Linked DNA regions of Mus musculus: regions 1, 3 and 4 are each linked to region 2. A link is a contact called in public HiChIP or PLAC-seq data. All regions are on one chromosome and are shown on one strand. Each heading gives the region's core, a stretch centred on a gene start, on an enhancer-like site or on the middle of the called end of the contact. The rest is flanking DNA. Distances are from core to core; before and after follow the strand shown.

The links. HiChIP or PLAC-seq counts read pairs in DNA pulled down with a chosen protein or histone mark.
Region 1: an H3K4me3 HiChIP or PLAC-seq map of embryonic midbrain shows a contact between it and region 2, with 6 times the contacts expected there. The contact joins the promoter of I730030J21Rik here to the promoter of Mettl7a1 in region 2. A contact is called at or near these places in 1 of 115 datasets of contacts at active chromatin or transcription factors (embryonic midbrain) and 1 of 9 other capture datasets (liver).
Region 3: a contact with region 2 is called in an H3K4me3 HiChIP or PLAC-seq map of the 230-238 cell line, with 11 read pairs. The contact joins the enhancer-like site here to the promoter of Mettl7a1 in region 2. A contact is called at or near these places in 4 of 39 promoter capture datasets (the C10 cell line, the HPC-7 cell line, cranial neural crest and 1 more), 4 of 115 datasets of contacts at active chromatin or transcription factors (the 230-238 cell line, bone marrow-derived macrophages, embryonic midbrain and 1 more) and 1 of 9 other capture datasets (liver).
Region 4: an H3K27ac HiChIP or PLAC-seq map of embryonic stem cells shows a contact between it and region 2, with 7 times the contacts expected there. The contact joins the promoter of Smagp here to the promoter of Mettl7a1 in region 2. A contact is called at or near these places in 1 of 39 promoter capture datasets (cranial neural crest) and 3 of 115 datasets of contacts at active chromatin or transcription factors (embryonic stem cells, pancreatic cancer cells and stem cell-derived neural progenitor cells).

Annotation. Positions count from the first base shown.
Region 1 is chr15:100,729,689-100,734,340 of GRCm38.p6, reverse strand. I730030J21Rik (RIKEN cDNA I730030J21 gene) reads left to right here and starts at 1,604. Exons shown (of 3, transcript NR_045782.1): 1 at 1,604-1,801; 2 at 1,903-1,977; 3 at 3,457-3,836.
Region 2 is chr15:100,302,269-100,307,325 of GRCm38.p6, reverse strand. It overlaps Mettl7a1 (methyltransferase like 7A1), which reads right to left and starts at 2,509. Exons shown (of 2, transcript NM_027334.3): 1 at 1,982-2,509. The coding sequence starts at 2,479.
Region 3 is chr15:99,996,705-100,001,807 of GRCm38.p6, reverse strand. It overlaps Larp4 (La ribonucleoprotein domain family, member 4), which reads right to left. Exons shown (of 16, transcript NM_001024526.2): 10 at 4,332-4,435; 11 at 760-972; 12 at 1-6. Among named protein-coding and RNA genes, the nearest start is that of 2310068J16Rik, 26 kb to the right of the region's middle. Within about 2 kb of position 2,252, at least 22 of the 459 cell types and tissues checked have an H3K27ac peak or open chromatin away from gene starts, as enhancers often do. A contact at or near this core is called in the 230-238 cell line, where this site is marked.
Region 4 is chr15:100,634,970-100,639,445 of GRCm38.p6, reverse strand. It overlaps Smagp (small cell adhesion glycoprotein), which reads left to right and starts at 2,506. Exons shown (of 4, transcript NM_174992.4): 1 at 2,506-2,887; 2 at 3,191-3,259. The coding sequence starts at 3,226.

The DNA.
Region 1 (4,652 bases), core at 355-2,854, 430 kb before region 2:
ATTTGCTATACTCTAGTACTGACCTCTACCCAGGCTTAAATCCTCTTATAACCGTCAGGCTCCCCAGTCTGACCACTGGGATCTAGAAAAGAGCGAAGGCTTGCCTGTCTTTGTATCTCCGTGTACCTGTGCTCACACAGAGGCCAGCACAGCAGACTTCAACAGTATTTAGAGGCCAGATACGGTGGTACCCCACTGTTTGAGGCAGGAGGATGTAACCCTGTGACAGGGCCACAGATCTTAGCACAGTTGACCCCGTGATGGAAGCACCATCCAGAGTGTGAAACTCAGCCCGTAGACAGCACCACCTGCAACTAAAACAGACCTAATCCACCTAAGTCCACGGCTCTGGGAAAGTCTCAGAGCGTACTAACCTTGCTTTGGCTTCTGTAGTTCTGCTTCTAGCTAACTGTTCTTGCTAACTGAAATGTGTCAACAGAATGTGGTTTTTATCCTTAAAGAGAAAAGACTTGGCTACACAGGGATCTCGTTATAACACCCAGTGTCCTGCTGGCCGGGGCCGGCTAATAGACTTCGTATCGGTTTAAACTGTGTGTGCGCAGTCATCTCTGGTGGACACCACAGAGCAGCTCTAGGCCAGCTTGAGTTGTATATAAATAAAAACCCTATTTCAAAGCACCAACAACCATAACAAAACAATCTTTAAAGGAAGGAAGGAAGGAAGAGGAAGGAAGGAAGGAAGGAAGGAAGGAAGGAAGGAAGGAAGGAAGGAGAAAGCCACCAACAACACTGTAGGATTAGAAGGTAGTGTTGTTTATTATTTACCAGAGACTAAAAGCATTAAAAAAATAAACAAACCGCACTTTGTTTTGGGTTTTGGCTGTTGTTTTAGAGTTGGGTTCTGGTTTGGTTTGGAGATAGGGTCTCATGTTCCTGAGTCTGGCCTGGATGTAGCCAAGGACTCCGGATCTCTCTTGCTTCCAACTCCCAGACACTGGGATTACAGTATACGCCACTGGCTTCAGATTTTTGGTTTTGTTAGGCTGGCCTCAAACTTACTTTGCAGTCAAGACGACCTTTAACCTCCTGACTTTTTTAAAAGTTTATTTACCCTTTATTTTATGTGCACTGGCATTCTGCCTGCATGTACATCTATGTGGGCACGTCAGATCTTGGAGTTACAGACAGTTGTAAGCTGCCATGTGGGTGCTGGGATTTGAACTCCGTTCCTCTGGAAGAACAGTCAGTGCCCTTAACCCAGTCCGCACTTCTAACCTACATCATCACACTTCTGTGATTTCTGGCCTATGCTGGTGTGGTATCTGGGGATCAAACTCAGCTCATTGGGATTGTACTTTTCCCCACAGAGGCACCTCGCCTGGCCCCCACAAGTGTTTCTGGATAAGAGGCTAGCCCTCTCTGTGAAGGGCAAGACTCCCCTCCCCTGAGTCTGCCACACTCAGAAGCCGCTGTCTCTCTCCAGGGCCTGAGAGTGGGAGGAAGGGAGCCATAAGGGGCAGAACTGACGTCACCAGCTCACAAAGCTGCCTTGTCTCTCTGCTTCAGCAGATCTGCTCCTCACTGAACTTCCTGCGCTATGGTGGGGAAGCCCCTTGAAAAAAAGAAAAAAGGAGACGGAAGTGCAGAGCACTCCAAACCAGAACCTAAATGGTAGAGCAACAAACAGCAGCCTGTGCGGGAAGATAATGAAATTTACAAAGCTTCTAGGAAGGCCCATCTCAAGTCCTTGCAGCTGAGAGAATCTGAGCCTGCCACCTCAGAAGTGCCTAAGGATGGTTGTGAGCATGTGTGGATGACTTCTTCAGGAGCCGGACAGCAGGTTGGGAGGCATCTTGTCCTGGTGCCCGATTTTCCCTTTATTTAGTACACATATAAACTTGTCATTTAACAGAAATCATGTTCTTTTCTTTTCTTTATTAGTACCGTGGGTGTGAGTGAGTGTGGGTGCTTGTGTGGAGAACAAGGACAACTTTTGGGAATCGATTCTCTTACCATGTAAGTTCTGGGGACTAAACTCAGGGATCAGAGGTTGCACAAGTGCTTTCACCTGCTGAGACACATCGATGCCCCTCCCCCCTTTTTGAGTTAGGGTCTCATGCAGCCCACAATGGTCTCAAACTTATTTAGCCAACAGTGACCTTGAACCCTGATCCTCCTGTCTCCCTCTCTCAGCTGCTTGGATTGGAGGTGTGTGTCACCGTGTTCAATTAATGAAAGCCAAATTTTAAGTGGGCTGCCACCAGCGGAGGTCAGGGTGTCCCCTTCTGCCCTGTGGTGCATCAGAACCTTCCCATGCAGTGGGGAAGGGAGCCCTCCCCAACCCCTGCTAGGAGAGAACGCAGTGTTTTAGGGATAAGTCTACAGCAGGCACCTCCAAATTAGACAGCTAGTCATTATGAAGACTTAAGTCACCTTTAAAATCATAGTCAGGCATGGTGGTTCATTTGTCTAATCCCAGCACTTGAGAGGCTGACTCACGAGGATTGAGACCAGCTTGGCTAGCTACAGGAGGCCTTTTCTTGAAATGCAAAAATGAAAGGGGGGGTGGCTCACACCTTTAATCCCCACACTAGAGAGGTAGAGGCAGGTGGATCTCTGAGTTTGAAGCCAGCCTGATTTACATAATGAATTCTCAGACAGCTAGGGTTACTTAGAGAGATTCTGAATCAGATAGATAGATAGATAGATAGATAGATAGATAGATAGATAGATAGATAGATGACCTCTGACCTGCATGTACAACACACACACACAAATCACTAAAAGAAACAGATTGAAAATGATCAAAGTGCATTATATATACATCTACGAAGTGTCATAATGAAACCTTTGTTTCCCATAACTAATGAACGCTAATCAACTTCTTATTCCCAAAGTGAACTCATTAATAACAGCTTCAGAATTTGAGGTACACACATCGGCTGGCACTCCTCGAAAAGCCAAACAGTCTCTTTCACGCTCCAAGGCAGAGTAAGAGGTCATGAGCCTACCCTGGAGCAGTCTGAGGTCCCTCAGGTCAAGTTGGGACCTGACTAAGATCACACAGTGCTGAAGGTCGAAGAGCTAAGTGAAAGGGAGGTGGGAGCAAAGGCCAAACCACCGAGTCTCACACCCAAGGGACGAGAAGCAAAGACAGCGGCGGCCCATTATCTGCAGCAGGAAATGTTGGTGATCCCAAAGCCTGGTAAAGTGTCACCCTTCACCTAAGTAAGCAAGCTCAGTAAACTTCCCCGCTGTGATCTCCTGGCCTTCCCAGAATGCCTCTGGTCCCCTCTGAGCGCTCAATTCAACGACAGGGGTGCTGGGTCCTGGCCCCTGAGCCTTAGAGACTCAAAACTGCAAAGCCATTTTAACATCAACCAAAACAGAAAGATCCATTCCATTTCCCCCCCCCCCCCCCGTGGTGTTTGTTTGTTTTTTGGAGGCAGAGTATCGATATTCATCTCAAGCTTCCTTTCACTGTGTTGTCTGCAGCCACAGATCCTCCTGCATCCTCCTGCTTCCGAAATGCTGGGATCAATGTCTACCAGAAAGCATCCGAACTTGGGGATCATGGTACATCACTTCTGTAATCTCAGAGCTGCAGACGCCGAGGCCAGAGGATCAGGAGCACAAGGCCATCCTCGAGTCTATGGAGAATTTTGGTTTCTTTTAAAACCCAGTTATGTTGTGGGAATGAGTGTGTGTGTGTGTGTTGTGTGTGTGTCTATACCTATCTATCTTGCCCCAGAGAACCAGAACCCCTAATCATCAAGAAGTAGTCTATATACACCCCCTTTCTCCTCTAACTTCTTTCTCTCCAACCTACTGTTGGGGTTTGTAATAAAAGTCGGGAGGTAGACGTATAAGAACCTAATAAAGTAGTTTTTTTTTTTTTTAAAAAAGCCAAAACTCAACTATATTATGTAGGGAGTTCAAGACTACCTTTGTCCACTTGAGACTCTTTCTCAGAAAACACACATGAGGGCTGGAGAGATGGTTTGTTGGTGAAGAGCAATTGCTGCTCACTGCTGTATAGCTCGGGGTTCAGGTCCCATCACCCCTGTAAAGCCAGGCATCTGCCTCTAACCAGCTCTGAGGGATTACACCTCTGGCTGTGTGCTAGGAGGGCCACATGCATATAAATGAGTAAATAAAACCCTTCTTTAAAACCACACGAAAAGAAAGTTTCCAAATCACCAGGAATTCAGAACTAGGATAAGAAAATTACGTCAGGATGGTAGGCTCAGAACCCATGAGCAGCCACTGTCTAGGTGGCAGGACGACTCAGAATCAGACGCGAGTTTAAGTAATTTTTGTTATTTATATATTTATTTGTATTTATTGAGACGCGATCTCCTATGTAGCTCAGGTTGGCCTGGAACTCAAGATCTCCCTGCCTCCGCCTTCCGGAGCTAGGTTTTAGGATTGTGCCAAACCTAAATCTGCATTTCTAACCACCTCGAAGGTGTTCTGCGTGTCCGGACCGCATTTCTGAACCTCACTCGGCAACCTCCCACTGACCCTACCCTTGGATAGCAGGAGTTAGGTACTGAGGCTGGGATTTGGCTGGGTGAGGCCGGGCACTTGCCAGTTGGCAGTTAGATGGGAGGGGAAGTTATCTGTTCACAACCTCAGACGCCTGGGACAGAGCCTCGGGGCTCGCTGCCGCCCAGCCCGCCCTGAGAGCT
Region 2 (5,057 bases), core at 1,260-3,759:
TACTAGTTGTTAACTGGTCTGTCATTGCATTGGAGAGACAGTGCTAAGCCTTTGATGCATCTGAGGCTTTCTTCCCAGGAAACTACAAGAGAGTGTGTGTGTGTGTGTGTGTGTGTGTGTGTGTGTGCCTGTATGTGTGTGTGCATGTGTGTGAGAGAGAGTGAGAGGTGTGAGTGTGTGTGTGTGTGGAGGTATGAGTATGTATGTGAGTGTGTGTGTGTGTGCGTGTGTGTGTGTGTGTGCCTGTATGTGTGTGTGCATGTGTGTGAGAGAGAGTGAGAGGTGTGAGTGTGTGTGTGTGTGGAGGTATGAGTATGTATGTGAGTGTGTGTGTGTGTGAGAGTATATGTATGTATGTGAGAGAGTGTGAGTGTGTATGACAGTGTGTGAGTGTGTATGTGTGTATGTATGACTGTATTATGTGGGAGTGTGCATATGTGTCAGTGTCACCTCCCTACAAGTTCTCAAATCAATAAGCTGAAACATTAAGATTATCACACTTCAAGTTCAGCTTTGTTCAAAACAAACCCATTTAACCTGATAGTCACAAGTACAAAGAATTTCTTCAGACTACTAGAAAGGCTCAAAGTGGCTGTTGCTCTTGGCTGCACAGAGTTCAGCTCCCTGGCTGTAACCCCTGTTCCTACCTTTGTCGTGAACAGGTTAACATTATTTCCTCCGCACCTTTCTCTTTTCTAGCCTGGAGAGATCAGTCGTCTTGAATGCTTTGTTTGTTTGTTGTTTCTTTCTGTTGGGTGGATTTTTTTAAAGTTTTTGTTTGTTTTGATTTCTGATAAGATTTTCCTATATAATTCAGGCTGGCCTTGATCTCCGTGTATAGCCCAGGCTTGCCTTCGCATCCTTCTCACCCTCTGAGATCCTGAGACTGTCAGTGGGTTTCTATGTGTGGTTTGCCACACCCAGCTCTTGATGTTTGTAATTGTTACAGAGTTCCTGAGGGTGATAAGCTCCCATCCACACATGGTCTCTTTCCAGTTTGCAGTACTGCAAATGCTTCTTTAATGATCATCCTTGGGGGGGTGGGGGAGGGGGTGCTGGAGACATGGTTAAGAGCACTGACTCCTCTTTCAGAGGTTCTGAGTTCAAATCCCAGCAACCACATGGTGGCTCACAACCATCTGTAATGCTATCCAATGCCCTCTTCTGATGTGTCTGAGGACAGCTACAAGTGTACTCACATACATAAAACAAATAAATCTTAAGAGAGAGAGAGAGAGAAAGAGAGCACCCTTGGGTGGACGTGTTTTACATATGTGTAGCTATAGATGAATCTCTAATAGAGATAGTGCATTCACTTGATGTTTTGATGTTTCTCAATGAGGCTTCCAAGCCCCTTCCTGTATGAGGGGGTCCTTACCAGATACCCCCTCCCTGCCCCCAGCACTATAGACTGTGAGTCTCTGAGACTGTCCGAAGCAAACACGGCCTTACAGTCTGTCTCATGATTGTCTGCTTTAGTTTATACTCTGGTTCCTGCCCAGTTGCTCATCTTTTTCCCTGACCCATTTCAAAACACAGAACCAGTATCCTTAGTGACCTGTAAATTTTGCTTGTTTTATTTTGGAGACATGGTCTCTGTGCATCGCTGGCAACCGAGCCCTCGAGCTTCCAGAGATCCACCTGCCTCTGCTTCCCATTGCCTGCCGGGACTTGGAAGGTTTTTTTTTGTTTGTTTGAATGAGTGGGTGACCCCTCAGCTGTTTCTGGGAGCTTCTTTACCAAGTTTGACATCTAAACTCTCCACAGGCTCTTCCCCCTTTGGCAGTTTAGAACTTTCTAGATTCTGATTTGTCAGCCCTTACTCTCTTTTGCAAAATTCTTCTGGAGTCATTTGGTATTTTTGTTTTGTTTTGCTTTGTTGTTTGTTTGTTTGTTTGTTTTGGTTTAGAATCCACCCGAAACTGATAGGAGCACCCTCACTCCTAGCTGCAGCTAGCCAGTCCTCACTCCTGCCACTCACCGGCTTCAGCACTCGGCACACCTCACGCAGAATCTTCTCCTGGTTCTTCACCGAGCACAGCACCAGGGTGCAGACCACCACGTCCACAGAGCCATCGGTCACCTGGTGCATGTCCTCCCCGGCTGCCACCACGAAGCGCTCGAACTGCAGCTGCCGGTTCTCTGCGACGCTCTTGAACAAGAACTTCTCGAAGTTGGGGTTGGGGTCGATACAAGTGACCCTGCACCCGGGGGGATAGAACTTGAAGTTGGCTCCGGTGCCGCAGCCCACCTCCAGCAGAGTCAGCTTCCCCGAGGGGCCGGCGAACTCCTGCAGATTGCTGAAGAGCTCCCGCTTTTGGCTCGCCATCTGCTCATTGTACATCACGGAGAATCGCTTCAGGAAGTAGGGAAAGCACTTTTTGCATACCCAGCTCCACAAGCCTAGAAGGTTCAGCAGAAACATGGGAAGCGCCAGGGTACAGACCACCAGCCGCAGGGCCAGGACGGCAAGCGTCATCTTTGCGAGTAGAGGAGAAAGGGCTACTGCTTCCCCAGAAGTGTCTCCTGGGGAAGGAGAGCGCAGGCTCCTGGCCTCGCTCCAGAGCCAATCAGAGAGGAAGGAGGCGCCGGCTGAGCGGGGGGGGGGGGGGGGGGGGGGGGGGGGGAACCAAAATAGCAGAGCCGGGTAGGGCTCCGATTGCGGCCTGACTCCCACACCGTCCATCCCACCCCCACCCTAACCCCACCGGCCGGCTAGCAGTTGGCCGGCTCAGTGATCCAAGACTGCCACCTTCCCCCCCCACCCCCCATCCCTTTGGAAGGTTGCAGCCTGAACCCTGACCCTGGTCCTGCCTGGCTTTGTTTGGGTCTGGAGGCTGCAGCTAGTTTCCGGCCGCGGTTGGCTAGTGCACAGTGTGTACTTTCGCATCACCCACCCAAGCCTTTTTTAGGAAGAGGAGCAGGTCAGCGCACCAGGGAAGATGGCAGCCGAGACCCCTTTTCATCGCAGGCTTATTCTTCCCTTCTCCTCTTCCCACCACACACCGCCCCAAAACCTGTTTTTGTGTAAAGGAAGTGAAAGGAAACCCTGCCAAGACTCACCCAACAGTTTCTCAGTTCCCATTCTGAACTGAGCCTTTCATAAGTTAATTATTCATCTGAAGGATCTTTGCTGTGTCACTGTTTTGAGCTGTTTGACAGTTTAAAACGCAACTGCCAATCTTATGCTTGGTTATTATGTAACTCCGCCCATTTAAAGTAGAGGTGCTCAGGATAGTCCCCGTTTGGCTTCTGATGGGCTTTATAAAATAGCTTCAATCTCCAGTCTTTTTGGTTGGGGTTTTTTTCTGGGTCTTGCTCCTTAGCCCCAGCCGGCCTTGAATTCTCTTGATCCCTCTGCGACTTCTCAAGCAGCGCTGAGATGGCAGATCTCTGTCACAATGCCCAGCTGCACTGATTTCGGGAATTGTTTTTTGAGTCATAAATTCACAAAGAAGATAAATTACTTTTTAAATTGTTTGCTTCCATATTTCACATATGGTCTTACAGGTGGTAATCGAGTTAAGAACTGTCAACGTGATTCTATGATTCTACATAAGACTTGAGTGCTTTTGATGTGTGAATGACAGTGGGAACAGACATAACTAGAAGATTTAGGAAACTATTCAGAATCTTCAGCGAGTCAGATCAAGAAAGTCACTGCTGGTTTCCAGAGGAGATGGACCTGAGGCTAGCATAGCCATCTGATATTCATATCAGGTGTCGGCAGCATGCAGAGGGGAAAAACTCATATCCTGAAACAGGAGTGGTAGGCACTGGCTGAGCTGGGTTCTGTTTTAATTCTTGTATTTGGAGGTAGAATAGGTGATACTGAGGGGTTTACACAAGCCAGGGAAATACTCTGTCACTGATCCCTAATCCAAAAAGAGGTGTGTATGAAGGTTTTAATGTCTACTCATATTTAATATACCCTACACATATGCTAAAGTCTACTCATATTTTATATACCCTACACGTGTTACAAATACAACAGCCTGGCCTGGTGGCACACAGCTTAATCCCAGAACTGACAGAGGCAGGCAGATGTTATGAGTTCAAGGTTAGCCTAGCATGTACAGTGAGTTCCACAGTACTCCTCTCAGGACTATAGAAGAGAGAGACCTGTCAAAAAAAACCCAACCAACCAGGAACATTACACCAACTATTCCACATGTGTGTGTGCACACATGGGTGTACTGGAGTACATGCATATATGTGTAGAGGCAGAATGTTTTAATTTCTCCACCTTAATTTTTTCCCCCTCCACCCCCCCAAACTTTTGCTCCGGCCCCACTCACTCTGGCCCATAGGGTTTTTGTTGTTGTTGTTTTGGTTGTTTTGTTTTGTTTGTTTCTCATTAAGCATGGTTGTGAGCCATCATGTGGTTGCTGGGATTTGAATTCATGACCTCTGGAAGAGCAGTCAGTGCTCTTAACCACTGAGCCATCTCACCAGCCCTCATTTTTTTTTTTTAATAAAAATGTATTTACTTAGACTCGTTCAGAATATTAACAAAACAGTTGCATGTTTTAAAAAAAATTTTTTTCATTACAGAATGGTATTCAGCTAATAGAACAACACTAATTCTCAGATGAGCTGCATCAGACAACTGGAGATGGGGGATAAACTACACCAAAACAAAAACAAAACAAAAACAAAAAACTACACCAAAAAACAAAAAACAAAAACAACTGCTTTGGGGGCTGGAGAGATGGCTCATCGGTTAACAGCATTGACTGCTCTTCCGAAGGTCCTGAGTTCAAATCCCAGCAACCACATGGTGGCTCACAACCATCCGTAATGAGATCTGACACCCTCTTCTGGTACGTCTGAAGACAGCTACAGTGTACTTACATATAATAAATAAATAAATCTTAAAAAAACAAAAAACAAACAAAAAACAAACAAAAGAAAAACCACAACTGCTTTAAATTTCCACATCAATTTACAACCCCTAAACTGCACCAGGTGAAGTTAGTGGCTGTTGAAATACCACCAGGACAGGGCTGTTTGAAGACACTTTTGGTAGTGTAGTTAATTACACACAAGAAAGACGC
Region 3 (5,103 bases), core at 1,003-3,502, 310 kb after region 2:
GTTCGCCTTTTAACACATGAGGAAGAACACATAAAATTTTAAAAATATGTCCCATCACAGATTTCTACTTAAATTATCTAAATTTTTAAAATAAGGGCTATTCCTCCATATTAAGTGGAAAGTAAATTCCTTTGAAGAGATCTTGAGCTACTCCACAAAAACTTCCTGAATAACCACCACAGCATTAGTCTGGCATACTTGTATTAGTAACACTTTCCACATGAGAAACATCTTAGCATCTAATCCAGGCAGAGTAGACAAAATACAATTCCACTTTTACAATTGAGAAGTTGGAAGAAATTCGAACCAGAAGGCAGAGCTGGACCTTTAATCCCAACACTCTTGGCAGAGACAGATGGCTCTGAGGGTTGAGGCCAGCATAGTTTCTGCATGGCAAATTCCAGGCTAGGTATGGGTTAAAACGAAATCAAACCAATAAACCCTAAAAACCCCTGATAGTACATAACTTCAGTAGGATGCTTGAGAACATCTGTGCAAACTAAAACTATCCCTTCCCAAATCCTACTAACTCATTAAAACAATGAATTCATTTAAGATAACCACATTAAAAACAAACAAACATAAAAATCACCAGATTGTTTTAAACACTCAAGATAAGCATGTTATGATTAATTTTTTTCTTCTTCTTGCTTTGAGGAATGCTTCTCTGTTCTGGCTATGTTTGTAGACCAAGCTAGGCTTGAACTCAAAGAGAACCACGTCAGGCAATTAAATAACTAAACACACATATGTCCTTACCTGCCTCTTCCAAAGTCCCCATTCTGTTCCATCTGTAAAATGGGAGCCTCCTTTGGAAGATAAGTTTGTTCCTGCTGCCCTGTTACTGTTGGGTTATGCCGTTCAGAAAGAAAGATCCTTGAACTAGATCTGCTCAGTGGTCCATCCCCCAATGACACGGAGCCCTCTGTTGAGTGTTCTGAACCACTGGATGACCTAAAATGAGGCTTCACACTAAAAAAGACACACACACAAAAATAAATGTTATGGTTTTTTTTTTAATTTTTTAAATTAGGTATTTTCTTCATTTACATTTCAAATGCTATCCCAAAAATTAAGTAATTTCCACATCGAGTAATATATGTGGAAAAACTTGGGGAAAAAAATCTGAAATTTTAGATCAAGCTATTTCTACCTCAATATTAAAAACAGTCAGTACAAGGTGTGGTGGCCCAGCTTTAATCTCAAGAGGATCTCTTTAATTCTGAGCATAGCCTAGTCTACAGAAAGTTCCAGGATAGCCAAGGCTTCATAGATTCTGTGTCAGCAACAACTAAGCCACTGTTAGGACTTTAGCTGGCATCTAAAGAAACCAAGCAAGCAACCAAAGACAGCAAGCTTTGATTTATTAGCGATGCTATACCAGGTATCTGAACAAGAGTAAACACACTAATGGGAATAAAAAAATGCATTATAGTACAGGGGAACTAAAAACATTGTATTTCTTTTTATATATTTATATCAAAAACATAAACTTGTAATTATCTGCACCATTAAATATTTATGGATAAAAAATGATGCCCAAAAAAGAATAGGGGAACAGGGTGGTTGTTGCATTTAATCACAGCATTTGGCAGGCAGAGTTGTGAGTCTGAGGCCAGCCTAGAATACAGAGCGGGTTCCAGGACATCCAAGACTACACAAAGAAACTCTGTCTTGATAAACAAAATTCAGTCTAAAATTATGCTTCAGAATAAAAACAGAAGGCAGATAGTGGTAGTGCATGCCTTTAACCCAGCACTTGGGAGGCAGAGGCAGGCAGATTTCTGAGTTCGAGGCCAGCCTGGTCTATAGAATGAGTTCCAGGACAGCTAGGGCTACACAGAGAAACCCTGCCTTGAAAAAAAATCACACACCCCAATGCCCCCACCAAAAAAAAGAGAAAAGAAAAATATCTTATAGCAACGAAAATTACAGTATATTCTTTTAATAATGGGCATTTAAAAAATGGTCACCTATCTTGCTGAAAATAACTTGATAAGGTAAATTACAATGTTTACATGGAGCTCAGAAACCTATTTCACTATGCATTGTAATAAAGCTAAAACACAAGTTTATTACCTTTAAGTAGCTCTCAGATCTCATAATCTTACCAAGAAGGACTTAACAATTACAGTCCAGGCAACAGAAAACAAACAGACAAAAACACAAAAAAGAAGTGGTAACGGAAAGGAGAAGTGAAAGTTAGTCCTATCTTCTCTAGTGGGGTTCTAACCATCACCAGGCTGTCCAGAGGCAATAGAGACATTGTAAAACAGTGTGAAACTAGACATGAATCAGGAATCCTAGAGGTAGAGGAAAGGAGTGGGAGAACATGTTCCTGACCCTATTATATGCCTCTAAGCTAGAGACCCTGTTTGAGAAAACCAACAAACACAAACTTATACATAAAAAACAAACAAAAACTGCTAGTGTATACCTTTAATCCCAGCACCCAAAGAGGCAGAAGCCATAGTTATAGGACAGCCATCTCTCTCTTTTTCCCCAGGAGAAAATGCAAATGACCAAAATATACATAAACTAAACTAAACAGATTGAAGCCTTAACTGAAAAGGACCTGGCTAAACCTACACTTCTTAGAAGCAAGAAGAAAACAAGAATTGGTGGTAGTGGAAAACTATCATGTTTCTGTTTGCTAGGATTTTGTTTGATCCTAGAAACCCACACATCCGGGAACTACAGATGTAGTAGTATCTATAATCTCAGTACTCCTTTCGAGAGATGGGAGGCAGACACAAGAGAACTGACCCAAGGGCCAGCTAGACTAGATATATGCAGTGGTTGAAACTGCCTGGAGATCCGGCCTCAAAAGGGTGGAAGGTAAAAACTGACTTCTCAAAGTTGCCCGTTGACCACCCCCCATCTCACGCCACAGGCATATGGCTGGGCAGTGGCAGAATTTAAACCCAACATTTAGGGGGCAGAAGCAGGTGGATCTTTTGTTCAGGGCCACCTTGGTTTACAAGAGAGTTGGAGAACAGCCAGGGCAACATAAAAATCTGTCTCTTAAAACAAACCACTGGGGCTGGTGAGATGGCTCAGTGGGTAAGAGCACCCGACTGCTCTTCCGAAGGTCCAGAGTTCAAATCCCAGCAATCACATGGTGGCTCACAACCATCCGTAACGAGATCTGACTCCCTCTTCTGGTGTGTCTGAGGACAGCTACAGTGTACTTACATATAATAATAAATAAATCTTTAAAAAAAAAAAAAAACAAAAAAAAAAACCAAACCACTATATTCATGGTTGTATGTATCATGAACACACTCATTTTATTGTGGAAAGATTAAAACCCAGGGCCTTAAGCAAGGCAATGCTACCACTAAGTGACATGCCAGCCTTGCGGGTCTGGTTTGTTTATAGTTTTTAGTATGTTGGTGGTGATTAGAAGAGGGAGTTGGATGGTTGTGAGGCACCATGTGGGAATGAGGCTGGGCCAGAAGAACAGTCTGTGGTGCTCCCTCCAACCTCCCTGGACCTATATTTTTAAAGACAAACACTTGCAAAGATCAGTACCTAAAATTTTATGTGTGTGTTGGTGAGGAAACTGTTGGTTATGTGCTTACCATATAAGCATGAGAACCTGAACTTAGTCCTCAGAATTCATATTAAAAATAAACTGGGGGGTAGAGAGATGGCTCAGTAGTTAAGAGTACTGATTGTGTTTTCAGAGGACCCCGATGCAATTCTCAGAATACACAGTGGTTCACAATCCTCTGAAACTCCAGTTCTGGGGACACAGGCCTTCTGGACTACTCAGGCAGCAAAAGTGAAAGTGGCATGCACGCGCACGCGCACGCACACGCACACACACACACACACACACACACACACAGAGAGAGAGAGAGAGAGAGAGAGAGAGAGAGAGAGAGAGAGAAGGCAAAACACCCATACTCATAAAATAATAAAAGAGCAAGCAGAAACCACTAAAATCCTCACCCCTTTATATCTATTATTACTCTGGCCACAAAGCATCTTTAAAATTATAGACTGAATAATTCATGCACCTTTTTAAAATAAAAATTAATAAAGGGGCTGGAGAGTCGACTCAGCAGTTGAGAGCACTGACTGCTCTTCCAGAGGTCCTAAGTTCAATCCCCAGGAACCATATGGTGGCTCACAACCATCTGTAATGGGATCTGATGCCCTCTTCTGGTGTGTCTGAGGACAGCAACTGTACTCACATAAAACAAATAAATCTTAAAAAAAAAAAAAAAAAAAGCAGGTCGCCGAAAAAGAAAACAGAATTCCTCATTCCAGAATTACTGTGAATTTTTAAAAATAAATTTCAGTTATTGTTTTTTTGATCTTACCGATTTTTTGGGAATGGTCGGCCCATATTCATAGCAGCAGCATTTGTTTTGTAAGATCCTGGTGAACTAAAGCCATTCACAAAACTACCATTGGGAAAGGGAGCCTAGAAGAAAATGTTAATATTTAATGGTAAGGGTGAAATATCGTCACACCAGTTTTGTCAACAAGTCAATAGAGAACTCTCACACACTTCTGCAATGCTCACATCACAACACATTGTTATTATAACAACACATCACTAATTGTTACAGACAAAACACTTTCATGGCAAAATTTTGCAACTTGAAGTTATTTTTAAAAAAAAAAATCACCTGGGAATCATTTTAAGTCCTAGCACTCCAGAGGCAGGCAGATCTCTGAGTTCAAGGTCAGCCTGGTCTACACAGGAGTTCCAGGATAGCCAGTGCTACATAGTAAGACTCTCTTTCAATCAATCAATCAATCAATCAATCAATCACAAAGGACTTATTTTCTTCTTTAATTCACTTAGCAAAATGTAAAGAATCAATTGTAGACACTAACTGCTCAATCCTTATAATATGTCTATACTGAGTAAGGAGCTATTATTTCAATTACCCAGAAATCAATGAACTAGACCAACTTGGTGTGTGTGTATGTTTTGTGACAACTATGGCTCGCTGCTATGTAAACTGCTATGCAGACTAGTTGCAATGATGCTGTTAACACTGTCCTGTAGTTGCTCTAATCACAGGCAAACACATCTTCATCTAGTTTTTAAACTATTTTTCCTCAAATCTTGGCTTGAACTAA
Region 4 (4,476 bases), core at 1,257-3,756, 330 kb before region 2:
TGTGTCCACATAGGAGCTGGGGTTCTGTGTTTATATCTGGGAGTAATTTTTCCATTCTACTTTTGTGTACAGTATACTGTCCAGCACAGGGAGAGGCTGGTAACCGAGTTATTTTTTCATCCATCAAGAAAATGCTTCCGTGATCAATACTTCCCCAAACCCTTTTGAGTGCAGATGAGCCTGTCTCTACCCAGCACAGGCCTCTGGAGGACAGTCCTTCCTGACCCTGTGATGAACATATAGGTTCACACACAGTGGCCCGGGATAAGCAAGCAAGCAAGCAAGCACACACGGTGATGGAGGGTCCATGTCGGGGCACAGCTTCCTGTACCCAAACCCTTAGGAATCATCATCTTCCGAAATCAAGCCCTCTTTTTCTCACTTTGAAAGACTGCCCTTCACAGCTCTCTATACAGTAGTCCTGGGAGGGTGCCTCCCGAGAGATTTTCAAATAACCCCACTGCCGGCTCTGCCCGTTCTAGCTCTCCCCCAGGCACTCCCTCCTGTGGCAGTCAGGATCACTACTCCAGGCTAACTAGGGTGTCATGGAAGGGTAAGAACGGGCTGGGAATAGAGGCACCTCTGCTCCAGGTCCACCATCTGACAAACCCTCAGGCTGCACGGGCACTTGAGTTGGTAGCATGCTTGTCTAACATCCTCGGAGGCCTGGATTTGATTCCCCAGCACTACATAAACCAGGCAGGTGGGCAGACACCTACCTGCCAAGATCAGTCCTCGGAGGTGGGAGGACCAGAACTTCAAGGTCAGCTTTTGCTATGTGATACAGGTGCTGCTGTCTTTAAAAAAAAAGTCTGGAGAAACCCAGTTCAAGCCTTTTGCTTATGGGGTTTGCTTTGTCTTTGTCTCTCCCCCCCCCAATAAAATGGGAACTCTTTGGGGGAGTAGGCCATGTCCAAGTTGTAGGACTTCCTGTCTGATGGGGGTGGGGGGTAAGTCAGTAACTGCTACAACAGAGGCACAGCTAGAGTGGAAAATGCACTACGCTGTGAACATGGTACTTTACTGCGATCCCAAGGAAGCATCCAAGGGGGAAGGAAAGGGCCCACATGCTTGGGTAGTGTGGACAGTCTCAGCCGGGAACTGAACAGTTGGCCCAGACATCATCCAGGAAAAAGGCAAGGACACAGAACACGGCCACCCCAGTAGAAGCACAAGGAAGCCAATAAAGCCAGGCGAAGATAAATGTCACCTGTCTCTTGTCTGCCCTGAGGTCCCTAGAGGTCTGTTGACAAAAGCATGGCTGCTTCAGTTTCCGAGGCTTAAGTTTCACTCTTGGAGAAGACTGGCTGTCCATGTGAGACCGTGTCCATCATCGATTCACTTGACTCCTTATGGAGGTCTGACACAGACGCATCCTGAGTCCCTGCTCCCCAGACTCTGGACAGTGTTGACAGGCTGCGTCTGGGTATAGACTGGGTGTCATGTGCCAACCTGTCGTGCCAGCAATACCAAAGCTGAGGCAGTGGGTCCTAACCTGAGGCCAGCTTGTGGTTTCTGGGAAACTCAGTTGTTAGCTTTACAAGGCAGTTAGGTATCTTCACTGACTAAGCTTTCTCATCAGCCCCAGCAAAGTTTTAAGTGAGCCTGCCGGTGCCGGTGGAGGCCAGAAGAGGGCATCAAGATCTCCTGAAACTGAATCACAGGACGTTGTGAACTACTGGGAGCCTTTCTCCAGCTAACCCCTCTCCCCCCCTCCCCCGCCCCCCAAAGCAACTTTTAAAGGTTATATTTTAAAGAAAAAAAAAAAAAAAGACATGAAAGCCAAGTGTGGTTGGTCAGGTCCGACCCTCAGTGAGCTACCCAGGTAACCTGGCCAGTGTTTTTTGAGCACATTATCATGTGCTAGGTGAGGTTCTAGGCAACTCATTGGAGCTCCGCAATAACCCTAACCCTGAGTTCACACAGCTTTGCCCAAAGAATCAGAAGTAACCTGCGCTAGCTTACACAGCGGGACCACCTCCAGAGCCTGTTATATAGAATTATTGCCTCTTAGTCAACGAGTTCCTCTAGTTAATTTGGGAGCATTTCCTGTCACTGACGTGAGTCCAACTGCTGCTAAAGTACAGCACTGATGAATATTTAAATCAAGGCGCTTGCCTCGGGCTAGGACCAAGGCTGTAAAACGGCCTTACGGGAATTGCCACTTTCAGTCCCCATTTTAGGGATGAGGAAACCGACTACTGAGGTGTTCAGGAATGTGCCCACAGCCACCCAGCTGGCAAGCACTTACGCTGGAGCTTTTAATCCTAAACAGCCCACAGCCACACCTCCTACCCTCTCCACGCTCCACCGCCTCCTGGGAAGGTCGCACGCGGAAGGTCCAGGTGGCCCCGGGAGGTGCTCGGCTAAGTCGCCCCGAAGTCGCGGACTCCAGAGGGCCCACGCGTGACTGAGCTCCCGCGGGACACGCCCCTCGCTCGCCCTACAGCTGGCGCTGCCGACCCCGGCCGAGCCCGGCACGGGGGCGGAGCGGCTCCGGACAGTGGCCTTTCCTCCCGGGGGAACCTGCTGAGGGCGGCCCCGAGCTCCTTCCTGTCCCTCCCACCGCGGTCCGGGCTCGGCGGCCGCTCGGCGCGGGGTCCCGGGCGCGGCTCCGGCGACTCTCGGCCGCTCCCACCCCGGCGAGTTCAAAAGGACGCGCGGCGCCCGGCCCTGCCCGCCCGTCGGACTGGAAAGGTGAGCGCGCTGCGCGGAAGCCCGGAGCCCGCACTCGGCCGCCGCGCGCCTGCGACCTGACCCGCACGGGTACTGCGCGGCTGCAGGGACACTCGACGGCCAGGGCGCGGGCCCGGGGCACGCGGGATCCCCGGGGAGCGGGGCGCACCCAGCGGACGGCTCGGCGGGGCTCCTGGCCCTGGAAGCCCAGGTAATGCAGGTGGCTAAGGGACCCGGATCGCTCATGGGCGCAACCGGGCCGACCCTTGCTTAACTTTCCCAGGCCTGGGGAAAGGGTCACCAACGCCACCCATTCCCCGACCCTGCGACCAGGGTCAGCTCTTGGGGGAAGGATTTGTTTATGGAAGCTGATTAGAACCGAAAGGAAGAGAGTGGATATATCCAGGGGAAGGGACTCGGGGAAAACCTGGCGCCCGAGGCTCTCCTGGGATCTACAAGCCCTGCGACCTCAGGAGCCCGTCCACCTCATTCTTGTCCGTCCTTCTTCCCACAGATCTGACCCTACGAAATAGCCTGCCCTCAGCAACGATGAACAACCTACCGGCCACACCTTCTCCTGAAGGTAGGTGATGAAAGTTATGGAGTAGGGGGGCTGTTTAAGAATTCCCACCCCAGAACAGGTCTTGGAATTCCGCGAGGCCTCACTCAGTGTAGACTGGAAGACTCACCCATCCCCACCCCACTCCACCCCACCCTACCCCTACCAACCCGCTGTCGGGCCTCACGCAGGAAAAAGCTCCAAGAAAACAGAATTCAACTTCAGTGTGCCCTTTTGCGCTATTTTATTCTCAAGTCTGGACCGGACCAATTCCAAGCACTGCGAGTCACCTGGGTTTAGGAAGTTCTTTGATGCCCAAAGGAGCCATTTTTACATTCACCCCAGTAGTTAAGTAAAGGAGAAAGGGAATCTTCTAAAGATAACCGGGAGGACTCGTGATGTCGCTTAATTGGTAGAGAACTTGAGATGAAACCCATTTTGATGGCTTGTGCCTGCAGTCCCTGCAACTTGGGACGTAGAGGCGGGAGTACCAGAAACTCAAGGTTATCCTCAGCTAAATAGTGAATTTAAGTCTAGCCTGGGCTAGAGGGATGTGGGGTGTGTTTAAAAATTCTAGGAGCCAGGTGGTGAATTGAGTCTCACCTTTCCTTTCCTAATCAGGCTGGTTCTGGCGCGCTGACGGATATTTACATATTAATTGGTTTCACCTTGTGCCAGCCTGGGTGTGGGAGGAACTAACTTGTTTTCTTATGTATAGAACAAACGTTCACTTTGAGGGACACTGTTTTTTGCTGATATGAAGTTCGGGGAGGGAGAACCCGGGGAAGGCAAAATCTGAGGCAGTTTCTCCTGGAACTAGTGGAGCACGTGATTCAGACTGCTGCTTGGTGAGAAGTGGTGGGCAAAGAGGAACGGAGGACAGCCCTTCAGGCTGGTGGGTAAAGGCTCTGGAGTGGGAGGCGAGCTTTGCAACAAAGTCTCTAGAAGAGTGAAGTGAGGCTCAGTGTTTACCCCTTCCCGTCTGGTTATTTCATCTAGCACAATACTTCAAGGGACATCCATGCCGTCTGTTCTGGTTGACATTTGCTTTTACTTTTAATTCTTCTGGATGTATATCCCAAAGTGGAGTTGTTGTTAATATATAGCAATTGATATATTTGAAAAGAACCATGATAGAGTTTTTCTTAGTAGCTGTGTTATTTATATCTCCACCAGCAGCATACAAAGGTTCTGATTTCTCCACACCCTCTCTAACAGGTGTGTGTTATTCAGGGCAAGTG